2 separate regions of the Rattus norvegicus genome follow, and region 2 is linked to region 1. A link is a contact called in public Hi-C data. All regions are on one chromosome and are shown on one strand. The core of a region is the stretch at or near the end of the contact, and the rest is flanking DNA. Distances in the headings are between cores, read along the strand shown.

Region 1 (7,433 bases), core at 3,060-5,559:
CAGGAAAACACTAGGAAGCAAAGAAATACAAAACTATTACAGCTGCAAAGCATTTGTCTGAAGAACATCTAACACATATTTATTATCAATCAATATTATTTATGTTAATATTATCTATATACAATAAATTATTGGTATTTCATATACTAGCATATATAGTAAAATAAAAGCCAGCAAAATACTTTATAAAATTACACTGCAAAACTTACTTAGTATGTACATGGTCAATACACTGATAGAAATACATGCACAAATACATGCTAAGTAAGTACTCACCCAAAATTTCATCAAAGATCTTGTATAAGCCCGGAACAAAGGTAACCTCTCTGCAGTTCATGCCTACATCTTCGTCATACACCCACATTAACTGTGTTAAGAGAAGGATTCGAAAACAGTTTTACAGCATGAACTCCTAACTCCGATTTTACACAGCAGAAACCTGCATTGTCCACAAGGTATGGTGGTGCATGTACATCTGTAATCTTCACACTCAGAGAAGAGAGAGCTGCCACAACTGAGGTCAGTCTGGCCTACATGTAAATTAACGTTAGTCAGAACTACAAAGTAAAACCCAGTCTCAAAAAACAGACAGACAAAACAAAACAAAATTAAATACAAACAAACAGAACCAAACAATCCATATTGTCGGTTACTCTATTTAAAACAGGCATTCAGAGTAAAGCTAAAGGTAAGGTCATAGTCTCACAATGAACTTAAGTAACTAAAATTGAAAAGTTGTACAAGTTGCACTGTTTGTATTTTATTCACACATAAGGTCAGCTTTAACATGAGGCTCTAACCCAGTAACAGTTTGTGCTGAGCCATGGGTAAGGCCCTGGGTTCGATCCCCAGTGTCCAGCAAAACACCTCTGACTTCATTTTCTCTGACAGTTTCATAAAGCAGAGGTTAGGAGTCCTAATTCTAACACTTCTACAGCAGATGGGGACCCCAGATCAAATTCCTAAGGCCCAGAAATCTCTGTTTTCTGTCAAGAACTATGAATCATTAGAAATAATACTATGTAATGTTTAAAATTATTTTTTAAAAAAGCTATTTACTTTATACTCTCACTTCATAATTTATGCTTCTTCTATAGAAAAAAAATTAGCAGGGTAAACCAATAAAAGCCTGATTTTGAACTTCCCAAAACTGTTAAGTCAAGCAGGGTATACGTAAGCCAAGAGCACAGTAAACATAAGTAAATCAGTTCTATAAGGCATCACTAATGTAAACCACAGTATACACTATGTTGAACTTTTAACAAATTCTTAAGGCATCGTTTTATTCTACACTTCTGTATTCTGATGTCCTTATCTCCATAAAGTGATGAACAGATTTCCATTTCTCTGAGGTCTCTCTCAAAGTTCATTTTGGTTTTTGTTTGTTTGTTTTTCTTTTGGTATGAGTTTCAGGCCCGGAGTCCTGTGCATTATGAGCTGTATCTTAGCTCCTCTGTCCTTCTTAATCATGACATAAACAAACATGAGGTCACACACTTACGAACTAATAACCATAACTTTATTAAGATATTTAAAAAGAAGATATGCATATCCCCTAATCTCAATCAATTTTAGCAAGTAATTACCTGTGTCAGTGGTTCCACTGATCCAATGTATGTATCAGGACGAAGGAGAATATGCTCCAGTTGGGTCTTCTTCTGGTACACTCTCTCAACAGACAACTTCTTGGAAGAATCATTTTTGTTCGCTGTCTCCAACTCTTCCTTTTTTGCAGCATTGTTCTGATAAAAAAAAAAAAAGAGTCCAAATTAACCAAAAAATCAAATTTAAATATCCTAAAGCAAGAGGCAAACAAAAATGTGTATGGACACATGACATGGTACCCATCTTTCAGTCTCACCAATGTCCAAGTTCTAAAGGCCACTGTTAACTACTACTAGCACTTAGCCAGCCTGGTTATTATAAAATAATCAGGATTAGGAGAGCAGGAGCCACCTCTCTAAGATATTAAGGTACTGTTTTGTGTTCCGCAAGATTTCCTAAAGGACTTAGGTTGCAGTCAGGTTACAGAATCAGAATAAAAACTGAATGGCTATGAGGGTCACACAAACCAGTCTACGTAGTTAATAAATACAATAGTTATAAAGTCCTCAAGTTGCTCATCTTAGTAGATCATGTCAGTTTCAGTTCAGGATGACCCGATACAAAAGCACCTGCAGAATCATTCCTCTGCCAGTTCCAAGGATATAGAGCTAAGTATCATGGTAATGGTAACCACTCCTACAACAGCTGAGAACCAAATCAAATTCCTCACAGCAACAGAGAGAGCACTTCCTTCTAGATTCCCCAATGCTGATTAATATGGTATCTTATTAATAAAAGAAATTAGAATGGCCTATTTTCAGTTTCTTAACATAAACATAACACCATGTCTTAAATTACATCTTTAAAATGTCATTATATATGTTGCAAAATAAAAATGTATGCTTTCCAAGTAATCTAAAGAACAATATCAAAATAAGACTTGTAACAGAAAAACCTCAGGGAATTCAAATATTAAGTGTAATTTCTCAAGGTCTTGAATATTTTATATATATATATCTATATGTATATTTATATGTATATATATTTATATGTTTATATATAGCACTTAATGTTTCAAATACAAATTTTACTGATTTTTGCTATAGTCATATTTTCTTTCATTTATACACTTATCCATGAATAGTGCTAATTCACTTAAAAATAGTTTTGTACAAAAGAAAATAATTATTCCATAAGGTTTTCATATTCTATTTTTGTCAAGAGTCTGATGATAAACTAAATGGCCAGAAAGATAAACTGTACTTTTAAAGTACCAGTTCCCAAATTACTAATAATGTTCTCTGCTATTTCAATGTTTATAGAAATAAACTATTTTAAAAATGGGCCCTGTGATGGGATTGTCAGTTTGATAGGATGTAAGATTACCTAGAAGACAAGCCTTGTGGGCGCATCTGTGAGGATGTCTTAAGAACAGTCTAACAAAAATGGAAAAGAGCTGCCCTGACTGTGAAAAGCATATGTAAAGTCAATAGACTAAAAGGAAATCACCAGCAGATATCTCTACGCTTCCTGAATGCACATGTAATATGTAATATGACCAGCTCACAGTACGTCCTGGTCCCTTAGTTAGAGCCACTCTCACGCCTTGTCTTCCCCTCTAAACTGCCCAAAGTAACCCCATTTTGTCCAGATTTTAAGCAACTTCTCCCAACTGCGAACCTTCTCATGCAGCTGCAGCTACCGTTTTGGGTGGTCCACAACATAAACAAACTGTTCTGGTCAACTAAACTGAACCCTCCAACTCTAATCTCTGTCCTCTTCAAGTTTTTCCTCAGGTATTTTACCACAGCAAATAGAGGAGTAATAACCTCTGCAGGTTCAGAATAGTTAGAACAAAGATCATAATGACTAAAATCATTCTCTAACTACTTTAGAATGTGCGACCTACCAACTAAAGGAAGGTAACCGTCTATCAATAGCTTAGAAAGACGTCTGAAAGTACATGATTGTTGGCACAAAGACTGCAAACCGATAACAAGCACCCAGGGAAAAAACTTTCCATCAAGTTTATTTCTCTAAAACAAACATCAAAATAAAATATTTTCAAGATTGACTCAACCTGAAGTTAGTGTCTACATAATTTAGATTTCAAAAGTTGCTTTAGGAGTTTTTGCTAAAGTAAATTGGCATCTGGAGATAGACAACAGGGATAAAGCCCTGCCTCAAAACATTTTCAACAGTTTAACAACATTCCTGCACCTTCTTAACCAATGGTTACCACCTCACCCTCCCCTTCTACCTACTCCCAAATGACTATAAGAGAAAAAGAGATATGAATCTCCCAAAGTCCTATCAAGTTAAAAGAATTGTCATCCTTGCTAAGATGAGACCTTAAGAATCAGAAGACATAGTGTAATGTCAACAAGATTGAAGATTAGGAAACTTCAAACCCCTTCCCCACCGAAACACAGACTAAACTGTAATATATGAACCATTCATCCTTGTAAGAAATCTAGAAACTGCTTAAGAGGTCCTGTCCCTTGGGTAAAAAAACCCAAAACCTCATCCAAGCCCAGGAGCCTTCTGAGCAAGGCAGAACTGGGAGGAAATGCGACTTCTTTCCCTGAGTAGACCGCTAAAGAAAAAGTAGAGGAGCTACCACAAGGACTGATTGCTGTCTTGAATCTAAGCAAGCACTGGCATCGGTTGCTCAACTGAGAACAAAGGAAATCAGAATGATCTGGTCCAGCACCCAGAGTCTGCAGTTCTAGGGATAGACATTAGGTGGAGCTCTAGTACCATGGCATATTACAGAATGTGTGAGAGGACCCAGTAGGGCAGAGTTGCCAGACTATTCCCTAAATAAAGATACAGACAAAGCTCTTCAGTGAACAAGTCCAGTGAAGTTACAACCCTAGAAATGGTTTGCCATGTCTCCTGACTCTAAATGGACTAAATAGCTGGAGAAACTAACCAGACTAGAACCAGACTGTTAAGAGCTAACCCTGACTAGAACCAGACTGTTAAGAGCTAACCCTGACAGAAAGCAACACAAAGCAAAGGAGAAGCACAAAAGCATTCCAAAGGATAAATTTCAATTTCTGTGGATTGCCTAAGGAAATGGATGCTCCCATCTGTGATCCTAGCTAGCACTTGAGAAGTTAAAGCAGGAGAACTGCTATAAAGTTCAGATTAGGCTAGGGATCTTGTCTTAATGAAAGAAGACAAGAGTGGAGGGAAAGAATAGGAAGGGACAGGATGAGAGGGAACAGGAAAAGACAGGCGAGAAAGAAAAGGAAAAAATAATGGTAAAGAAAAGATAAATGGAAGGGAGAAATGGAGATAAGAGGAAGCTCGAGGAACTGTATAGATGCACAACTAAACCAGAAAAATCAACAAAACAATAAACAAAATGAGATAAACAGATAACAAATGAAAAGACTCAAGCATTATTGCTAAAACTAAAGAATAACTTAAAGTATAAAAAGACTAGACTTGGCCAACCACAAGAAAAAAAAAAAAGAAACTACAAAGAAAAATATTTCAAAGACAAAGTAACCAAAATAGAAAGAATTAAGAAAAATTAAAAGAACTTGACTCACTTGTGGGTTCTCATCAGTCAAATAGAATATGTTACAAAATGTTTCAAAGGAGAAAATAAAAATGAGAAGAACTTTCCAAATATGAGGAGAGAAATGGACAAATTTAAGAAGCTCACAGTCAAGCAAGCACAAACCTAAGAAACCTCTGCTAAGATATATAATCAAAGTGTCAAAGTCATGGATAAGCCATAGGCCCATCCAGGAAGCAATGAGTTCAATTCCCAACCTGATAGGAAAAGAAGTCACAAGGGAGAGAATCCTGACAGCAGTAACTGTCAATTAACAAGAAAACAATTATCTTGTACCAGAGAGCTTTATCAGTTTATCAACAGTTGCTCAACAGATACAGGCAAAAACAGAAGTGGGATAACACATTAAAACCTAGTAACCTCGATAGCTGGTAAACGCCCTGCGAACATTTTAAGGTTAAAATAACTTTGGGCATCTTTAGGTTGTAAAGAAGAAAGTATGCAAAAGCTGAGCAGAGTCACTGATGACAACCCTTGGGCTGACGCAAAGCTATATAAAAAGATAAGCCTTCCTGGGAAGGCAAATACAGAGGTCCCAATAGTAATGTAGGAACATGCATTAAAATATGGTATAATGTTTAACAGTATAAAGATTGTTATAAACCTAGGTGAAATAATATGGAATGCTAAAAAGAAAACATAATTTGTGCTATAGTTTCTTGCCATGTTTTATTCTAAGTACTTTACATATCATCTTATTGTTGCTCTAGTCTGTCTTTTGAGTAATTGCTGATAACCTAATAAAACTCTCTAGTTTAATAAGCTGTGGTAGACATAAGTATGTATACAGCTTTTTTTATAAGCAATTGGTCAAGTTAAAATTAATTTAAAATTGAATGTTATCTCATTAAGCTGATCTATGTAATTACTGCGATAACCATAAAGAAAATATTGACAAAGTGTAAGTTGAGAAGGAACTGAAAGCATAACTCCATAGATGAAGACAGCAAGAAGGAAAAAATAAAAGAGTTACAAGCTATGAAGAAAACTCAACAGTAAGTCCTTTCATATCAATGACTGCCTTAAATATTGATGAACTTAATGTCTGTTAAAACATATACTAGCTAATTTGATTTTTCTAGTCCAACTACATGGTGCCCACAGAGACACACTTTAGTTCTAAGGTCACATGTGCTTCAGGAGAGATGGTGGGGAAGCATACTTGATGCAAGCAGGATCCAAAGAATGTAGGCAACCATAGATACATTACACAAACAGACTAAGTTTAAACAAAACCTGTGACAAAAAACAAAGACAATTTACCAAAAAGATATCAGTATTGTAAATAGATATATATCTAACTAGAGTACAAAATAAATAAAGCAAACATCAACAGAACTAAAGAAAGACAGAGATGGCTGGAGAAATAGCTCAGAGGTTAAGAGCACTGACTGCTCTTCCAGAGGTCCTGAGTTCAAATTCCAGCAACCACATGGTGGCTCACAACCATCTGTAATAGGATCTGATGCCTCTTCTGGTGTGTTTGAAGACAGAAACGGTGTACACACATACATGAAATAAATAAATCTTTGAGAGAGAGAGAGAGAGGGAGAGAGAGAGAGAGAGAGAGAGAGAGAGAGAGAGAGAGAGAGAGAGAGCGCAATATAGTGATAATAAGAAATTCCTACACCCCATGTTCAATCATGGATAGGACAACCAGACCAAGAGTCAATGTGAAAACAAAGGACTTGAAGTATAAGACAAACCCAATAGTCATTTACAGAAGACTCCACTCAAGAACAGCTGAATGCACATACTTCTCAAGTGCACATGAAGCATTCTGTGACACAAACCAGATGTTAGCCCATAAAATAAGTCTCAACCACTGAAGATTGAAGACATGCATTCTGTCTATAACAGAATGAAGCTACAAATAAAAGGGGAACAGAAACCCACAAACAGTGGAAATTAAACAGTACACTTGGAAACTATTTAAGAATCAAAGAAGAAATCACAAAATAATTTAGAAAATATATGGGGATAAAGAAAAGCAGGAAAAAAGAGACTTCAAAACTTATAGGATCAATAAAAAGCAGTACCACATTTAAATGTTTAAAATGAAGATGTTGAACCAATAGCATACACTAAGAAACTATGCATAGAACTAAATCTAAAGTTAACAGACAGAAGTAAATAAGTTCAAGTCTCTCGGCCTTACTGTCACCTTCCTTACAGAAGCTTCTTTGCCAGGAGAATGAAATGGGAAAAGGGGGTGCTTACTAAGAAATGTTATCAAATAAATACACTATATACACTGAATGCACTGCCTAAGGCTCCAGAGAAGAAAGGTCAGCCA
Region 2 (7,433 bases), core at 3,006-5,505, 41 kb after region 1:
TTTAATTATTTTTGTTTGACTTTTCAGAGTGCCTGGAGTTTGAGCACTCACTCATCCAGTGGTCAGCGAGCATGTTGCTAGGTGTTCTAATAAGACTTGGTATGCACTAGGTCTGCATTAGGCCCTAGGGTGCGGTCTCAATATTGGTAACGGAACATAAGTCTCTGCTCTCATTGCTCTCTGAATAGAGTCTCACTCCCATCTGCCCACCACCCTATCACAGAGCCACTTTCCGAAGGTTGTCCACAGCAATCCACAGAGGCATAATTAGTGAGTGGCACAGGTGTGTCTCTAGGATGCTGTCTAATCGGAGCCCATCATAACAGGGTTGCTTCTAAGAGAGCGGGGCTATCGGAGTCGAGGGGAAAACGTCTGAAAGGTGAAAGGCTTCCTTTGCCTTGCCGAGGACTATCACTATGGCCTTTGCTGATGCGCTTCGGTGTGTGGCTGGGCTCAGCTTCCTGTGTGAGTGACGCTGTCTAAAGCTCAGCACAAAAGCTCCACCCTGTGGAAAGTTCACATCCAGTGCAAAGATGACAGAAAGATCTATTGAAGTTGAAAGGAAAGGGGATAGAAGAGTTTCAATGCACCCCTTTCCTGTGGGTTCAAGAGAAATAAACACCAAGTTCACTGTCTTCTAATTTCTTGTGGATGTTTCTAGCAGGACCCCTACAAACGAGCTCCATTCGATCTGTGGATCTGTCTCTGTCAAGCAGCTCTGATAACTTGGACTTACCTGATCCTTACACTGTCTCCATCCTGCTCAGGCTGAGAGCCTTGCCCCCACTCCTCTCAGCCTCCCTCCTCCTTCCCGCCTTTCCCTTTTAAAACTGCACAGCTGGTAGCACTCTGGGTATGACTCCATCCCAAGTCTTCAGTAAAACAGCAAAGAACTCAGCATCAGTGTGCCTAGGAACCGGGAGGAAGGATGGACAGTCAGATGGACAGCAGTCCAGGTCTGCAATGGGAACCCAGCATTGGCCAGTTTTGCAGGTGTCGCCCCTGCAGGTTGAGACCAGGTGACCTTAACATCAAACACAAAGGACCAAGGGTCTCCAAGTGCAGCAGGAGGCACCTGTCCCATGGCCTGAGGTCTGGCCATGGGGAGCATATGATATGCTTTACAGAATAGCCTTGACTGGTCTTATCTGCCAACGGCCCCTTGTTTGGAAGTTCATTTTTGCATCCTATCTCTTCAACTAATAACCCTGCCTTTTTTTTTTCTGGAAAAATTAAATACATTTAGAGCCATCAAGAACCTCCAGCAGGGCGGTCCATAGTTTCTTTTAGCCATATCCACTCAGTCCCTGATTCTCAGCAACATGGCTTTCTCTGACCCACAAGTCTATGTTGATCCCCCACTACCTGTCTCAAGCTTTTGTTTCACCTGGAAATTCTGTAATATCCTTTTCATTTGAATACACCAACACTAGGGCCTCCACCAATTCTGCCCTCTGGACCACGTCTGCTCTCACTTTCTCTCCCTGATTCAGTCAACCTCCTGGGGTTCTGTGTCAGCATTCCGGGGACTCTGACACTGGCTCTGTCAATGGGATCTTCTTTTTTTGGGGGGGGTGTTCTTTTTTTTTTCCGGAGCTGGGGACCGAACCCAGGGCCTTGCGCTTCCTAGGCAAGCGCTCTACCACTGAGCTAAATCCCCAACCCCGGGATCTTCTCTGTAGATCACATCAGGGCGCTTTCTTAACCTCATGTTCTTCCCACATCTCCTTCACAAGCTCATTTCCTCTACATGTCAAGGCTGCCATTACCTCCTGGGTCCCTGAACTCCTCTATTTTTATGGTAGATTTAGCTGAGCCCCAGCTCCTGCCCAACCTCATGGGTACCCCCACAGCTGACCCCAGTCCCTGCCCAGCCTCTTGGGTACCCCCCACATGGCCAAGGAGCTGGCACACAGCTTCTCTCATTGCCACAAGTCCCAGGCCAAGTACACTGTGTACTGAGCTGCTCCAGCTGCTGGGGCTGGACACAGGAATGTATGCCTACCTCTGGGGGCAAGGGTGAGACAATGGCTAACAAATAGTTAGCAGGGCGAGTACTGGGGCCGTGAGAGGGAGTAAGAAAAGCTCCCTCTTTGAAAGTTGCCCCTTGAGTACAGACCTGAAGGAGAGGGAGGCTTAGTGTGTGTGTGTGTGTGTGTGTGTGTGTGTGTGTGTGTGTGTGTGTGTGTGTTGGGGGCGGGTAAGACTAGGTGTTCCAGAATATGGAAAAAGCAAGCAAGGCCAGGGCGTGGGGCTTCAGTCATGGTCCCAGAAGCATGGGGAGTAATTCAGAGTAACAGAGATGGTGAAGGGTGAGGCCTGGGAGGCAGCGGATGCCAAGTAAAGGTGCCAGCATCCTCTGAGGAACTGGCGTTACAGCTAATAATAGAGCACTTGAGTTTTGAACAAGGAACACGCTCTGACTTGATGCTCCAGCTTATGTCCCCAGCTCACCCACAGGTCCTTCCTTCCTGGAACCCTGGCAACTTCCATTACCTTTAAATAATTATTTTTAAATGGAGCTTAATGGCAATAGTAGTTTTCTACGGCAATTTTTATATTCTACTTTTGTTTTGTCGTTTTCGTTTTTGCCCAGGCTGGCCTTGAAGGTGAATCCTACTCATCCTGCACCACTATGCTAGCCCAGAACTACTATTCTCAAGGACAATTGCTGGCAGTATATATAGTATAATTGTAGTTTTAAAATGAAATTTCCAAATGTAGAAAATAATGGCAATATTTAAATTTTTTCTAGAATCCAAGTGACAGAGGTCTTAAGGTAAATTTTGCCATGGCTTGTGGGCCAGGAGTCTTCTCTCTCCCAGGTTGCAGCAGGCTTTCTGACAACTCATAGGAGGGCAAAACCACACCAGAGCGGTCATTTTATAAAGGGAGTGGCGAGGCTTGCAAGCTGACCAGGTCTGGGCTATGTGTGTTTCACATCCAAGGCGCAGGCTGAGGCCCGTGCAGAAGTGTGAGTCCTGGAGTGGGCAAAGCTTGTTCCCCAGCCGGAAGGCCCAATTCCACTTCCTGCTTCACCACCTAAACGTCAGGGTCTTATTTGGACATTCATTTTATATCAGTTGCAAGGGAAATCAGTGATTTCTTAGCGGCTCCTCCCCACAGGTATACATTCCGGATAATTAATACCTTAATTAGTAACTGGAATTGCTCACCTAGTGTGTGTGGCATGAGATAGAAGCTTTGGGAAGTTTGGGCCTGTGCATTCTCCAGGGAAACTGGTTATTCTGGAAACTTTAAAACAACTCGGTGCATATAAAGAAAATAGCACACCCAGGCATTATCTACCTGAAGAACTCTTCTTTGTCCGCGGCAGCCAGCCGATGGCTGGAATCTTAATGTTGCCTAATAGTGAAGGTGTGTGTTCCATCCTGAAACTTTGTCTTCTGCATCCCGCTGGGGAGAGCCAGAAGCCGCTGCTGGCCAAGGCACAAGGCACTGGGAAGCTTCCTGCAACCTTGGCTGCTCTGGGCCCTGGGAACATGGACTCTAGGAAGATACAGTAGACTGGCTTGCCAGTTCTTCCGTTTCGAGTTCCCACAGCAAGGAATCTGGTCCTTGACCGCACACAGAAACAGAGTTGAGAAAAGACTTAGACAAATTTCACACACACACACACCCCAAAGGGGGGCGGGGCGACGGCACGCGGGATTCCACTAAATGGGAGGAGCTGGAATTAAGGGTAGGGGTTGTTGAGAAGGTGGGGAGGGCCAGCTGGTAACTCAGGCAAAGAGAAGGCTTCCAGCTGACAAAGGGAAGCAGAGGGCAGGAGAGAGGCCCCCCTGGGCTTCCTACAGCAACCGGTTGACTGGCAGGCAGCACGGGGCCAAGGGACTCTGGAAGATTTGTGAGTCTAGGCTGAGGTCTGGCAGACGCATTAACTAAAATGGAAGTGTACATTCTTCAACGAAAGTAAAACTCCCACTGGAGGCGAGAACAACGAAGGGGGAGGGAAAAGGTAGAAGGTGTTTCCGAAATGCGTTGTCCCTGTAACTCGCTCCGAACTGAACAACGCAAGCACCCCACAAAGTCAGCTCCCGGGGACTCTCCCGAGAACTCCTAAGGAGCACGTTAAACTCCAGACTCATACAAAACCCTAGGTAGCCTGAGACACAGGCTTCAGCCAGCCAGCCAGCCAGCCAGCCAGCCAGCCAGCCAGCCAGCCAGCCAGCCAGCAGACAAGCCCCTCCTCCCATAAGCCACATTCCTCTTCCAGCTGCACGCCAGACTGACCAGCGCCAAGCTGGAGCACTCCCCGGGGACCAGCAGGAATGCAAAACAGAGCGGAATTGAGCTCCGGGAAGATTCATATCCAAGCGAGTTTTTATGAGGCCAATAAAGGACGTCAGAAAAACTAAGGCCAACTGGAGCGCGGCCCTGTCTGTAAATCCCTGAGGTTGAATGAAGTGCTCCAACTAATGCGAACTTCCCTTTGGAGCGAGCTGTTCCACAAAGCTATTAGCTGCTTGGCTATTGGGAGAGAAACCCAGTGATTTATCAAGGTTTGAAGAAAAGTAATAAAACTCGTTCATGGTCCGAGTTCTTAAAACCTCAACTTCATTTTGTGTTTGTAGGCTCTGTTCTTTCCTTCTCCTCTTCCCTTCCCCTCCCCCTATTCTTCTCCCCTTCTTACCCCCCTCCCATTTCTCCTCCTCCGTTGATAAAAATCTCATATTGTAGTAAGGCTGGTCTTGAATTTGTGGCAATCCTCCTGCCTCAGCCTCCAGATTGCTGAGATTTCATGGGTCATATCACCACGTCCAGCCCAAGGCTCTGTTCTTAAAGCACTGTGATACCCTACAAGGGGAGAAGGGAGGGAGGAGTGCTTGCTGTGCCTGAACCCTAAGCACCAGTTGACATCGCCAGAGTAAAACGCGGTTCTCATCTCATAAGGGACAAAAGAGTCCACTCTGGAGCCAGATATGAGTTACTATGGCCCAGGAACACAGACTCAGGTAAAGCAAATACGTGTTCAAATGTGGAAACCGGTTCGCAAAATTTTCACTGTTAGAGAACAAAACAAAGTCACGAATCAAAGCCCTTTTCAAGTCCATTTACAGGGCTAGAAGGTCAGAGGTTGCAGTAAGGCAGTAGCTGCCTGACGGACGCTCTCTGACGACCTCCTAAGCTTTGGCTTCGGCGAAAACTCGTGGTCTAAGCTATTACATTGCGAAAGGTAGCCACGAGATGAGGTCAGGTCGGAAGGAGAGACTGAAGATTGGCTAGTGTAGGGCACAAAGGCAGCCCCGTGGACCTGCAGTACCCCAGCGTCTGCCCTGCAGCACCCCAGCGTCTGCCCTGCAGCACCCCAGCGTCTGCCCTGCAGCACCCCAGGGTCTGCCCTGCAGCACCCCAGCGTCTACCGCCACCACGTTCTCAATGCCCAGCCTGAGTGCTGTTTCGGTGGTGCTGGACTCTCCCAGACCTAAGCTGCAAAGCTTGGTCCATGGCCTCTTTCAAGACAGCAACCTCACGGACCATCACTAAACCCTGGAACGATGCTTTAACATCTGCTGCACGGAGGATACCAGGGTGCCATCGCTCCTGTCAGTAGTCAACTAGGATGCCATCAACCAAAACGGCTGTGTGTGAGCAAACCTAACGTTCTAGGGGAATCTCAGAGGCCACCCTTCCCTGGTGTCGAAGAAGTCCCTCTAGATGTAGAAACTTCTGGGAGGTCCTGGTGGGCAGGAAGAGAACCCGTATCCCTACACAAAAGGCCTCTTGCCGAATGATGAAGAACTGAATGCCTCCTCTTCCCCGGCACAGCAGGCAGCACTACTCAGCTCTGGGTGGCCAAGTAGCCCCATTGGGACACAGAGGGGACACTTGAAATCCTTGCACAGACGCACTGATCGTGTGTGGTGCTGGTAGGGGAGGGTGGCAGGCTGGTGTGTATCTTCAAACCCCGGGATTGGTATACACTCAGTGGATGCTCCCATGACCAAGGGAACTAACTTCAGTCCCATCTGGCTGTGAGCTTCTCATGGAACACTCAGCCTTCAGTCCCACTCGTGCCTTGGCTTTCCCATCCGTTCTGAGAGAAGCCCTGCGTGAAATGTTCTGAAAAACTGAGAGTTGCCTCTGATTGTTTGCTCCAAATTATGGGCAGGTGTGAAACTCGGTGTCAAAACAGCACCGTTATAATGTCTTTCTTCTGATCAAAAAGCTTCTCTCTCTGGGTACCGTGACTCCTACCTGCAATCCTAGGACCTCTGAGGCAGAGGCAGAAGGACTGCCAAGGGTTCAGAGTGTAGACCCTGCCTTAATTTCTTTTTCTGGTGCTATGGTCAACTGTCACAACAAAAGCAACTCAAGGAAGAAAGGGGTTGGCTTACAGTTCAAGGGTTCGAGGCTCTTGCTGACAGGGAAATCCAGGCAGCAGGAGTTGGCAGCAGCCGGTCAGGTGGCATCTGCAACAAGAAAGCAGGTGAGAATGACAGCTGCTGCTTGGCCTCCTTTTTCTACTGAACCAATCAAGGCTCTGCAGCATTTCCTTCTCCAGCCAAGTAATGGAGGTATTCAGGGTGGGCAGGTCTCCCATGTCAAGGAAATGGAGAGAGTCCGACACATGTACATCTCCCAGGCGATTGTAGGGTTTATCAAAGAGACAAGTAACATTAATCATCTCCATCTCAAAGACCTCTAAGACAAAAGTTTCTCTAGCTTGCGAAAACACTTTCTTAAGTCAAAGCTAAGTTCATTATAATACTTTAAAATCTTGAACTCAGTTGATTTCTAAAAAATGAGCATTAAGATTTTTTTGTTTTCCATTTTAAATATGCCCCACAATTCACTTAATTGATAGCACGGTAACCTTTATTTCCAGTTTTAACTGTGTTAACTGTAGCTTTATCTGTAACAGCCTGGATGCTTTTGCAGTATAGCAAGCCTTGTGACTTAACTAAGATTTAACCCTTACAACAACTCAACAAGGACTATAACATCCCCTTTCTATGTCTACAAAGTCAGACATTAAAATGGGAAGAGGCTCAACCCAGCTAGGATAGAACAGAACCAGCCTCCGACCAGATCTACACTTCCCAATCTCTCCTCTTTTCATTCTGTCAATGAGCTGACTTTAAAACAGACTTATGAGGCCAGCCAGATGGCTCGGTAGGTAAAGGCGTTTACCATACAAACCCGATGAGTTGTTTGATCCCTGGTACCACAGGAAGAAGGAAAGAGAGAACTAACTCCACAGTTACTCTCTAACCGCCATGCATTCACTCCGACAAGTATTCCTCTCAAATCAAATGGTGGTGGTGGTGGTGGTGGTGGTGGTGATGATGATGATGATGATGGTGGTGGTGGTGGTGGTGGTGATGATGATGATAAATGTTATTTTAAAGGAGAACTTTTAAAGATTTATTTAGTGTGTATATTGTGTATACACATGTGTGTATAGATAC

Evidence for each region. Hi-C and Micro-C count contacts between places; a contact is called where the count stands out from the background.
Region 2: a contact with region 1 is called in a Hi-C map of psoas muscle, with 1.6 times the contacts expected there. The contact joins two enhancer-like sites. A contact is called at or near these places in 9 of 12 Hi-C or Micro-C datasets (the A7r5 cell line, Schwann cells, hepatocytes and 4 more).

Annotation. Positions count from the first base shown.
Region 1 is chr15:11,523,907-11,531,339 of GRCr8, forward strand. It overlaps Top2b (DNA topoisomerase II beta), which reads right to left. Exons shown (of 36, transcript NM_001100858.2): 2 at 1,587-1,742; 3 at 277-367. Among named protein-coding and RNA genes, the nearest start is that of Top2b, 15 kb to the right of the region's middle. Within about 2 kb of position 4,310, at least 2 of the 93 cell types and tissues checked have an H3K27ac peak or open chromatin away from gene starts, as enhancers often do.
Region 2 is chr15:11,565,301-11,572,733 of GRCr8, forward strand. No RefSeq gene overlaps it. Among named protein-coding and RNA genes, the nearest start is that of Top2b, 27 kb to the left of the region's middle. Within about 2 kb of position 4,256, at least 50 of the 93 cell types and tissues checked have an H3K27ac peak or open chromatin away from gene starts, as enhancers often do.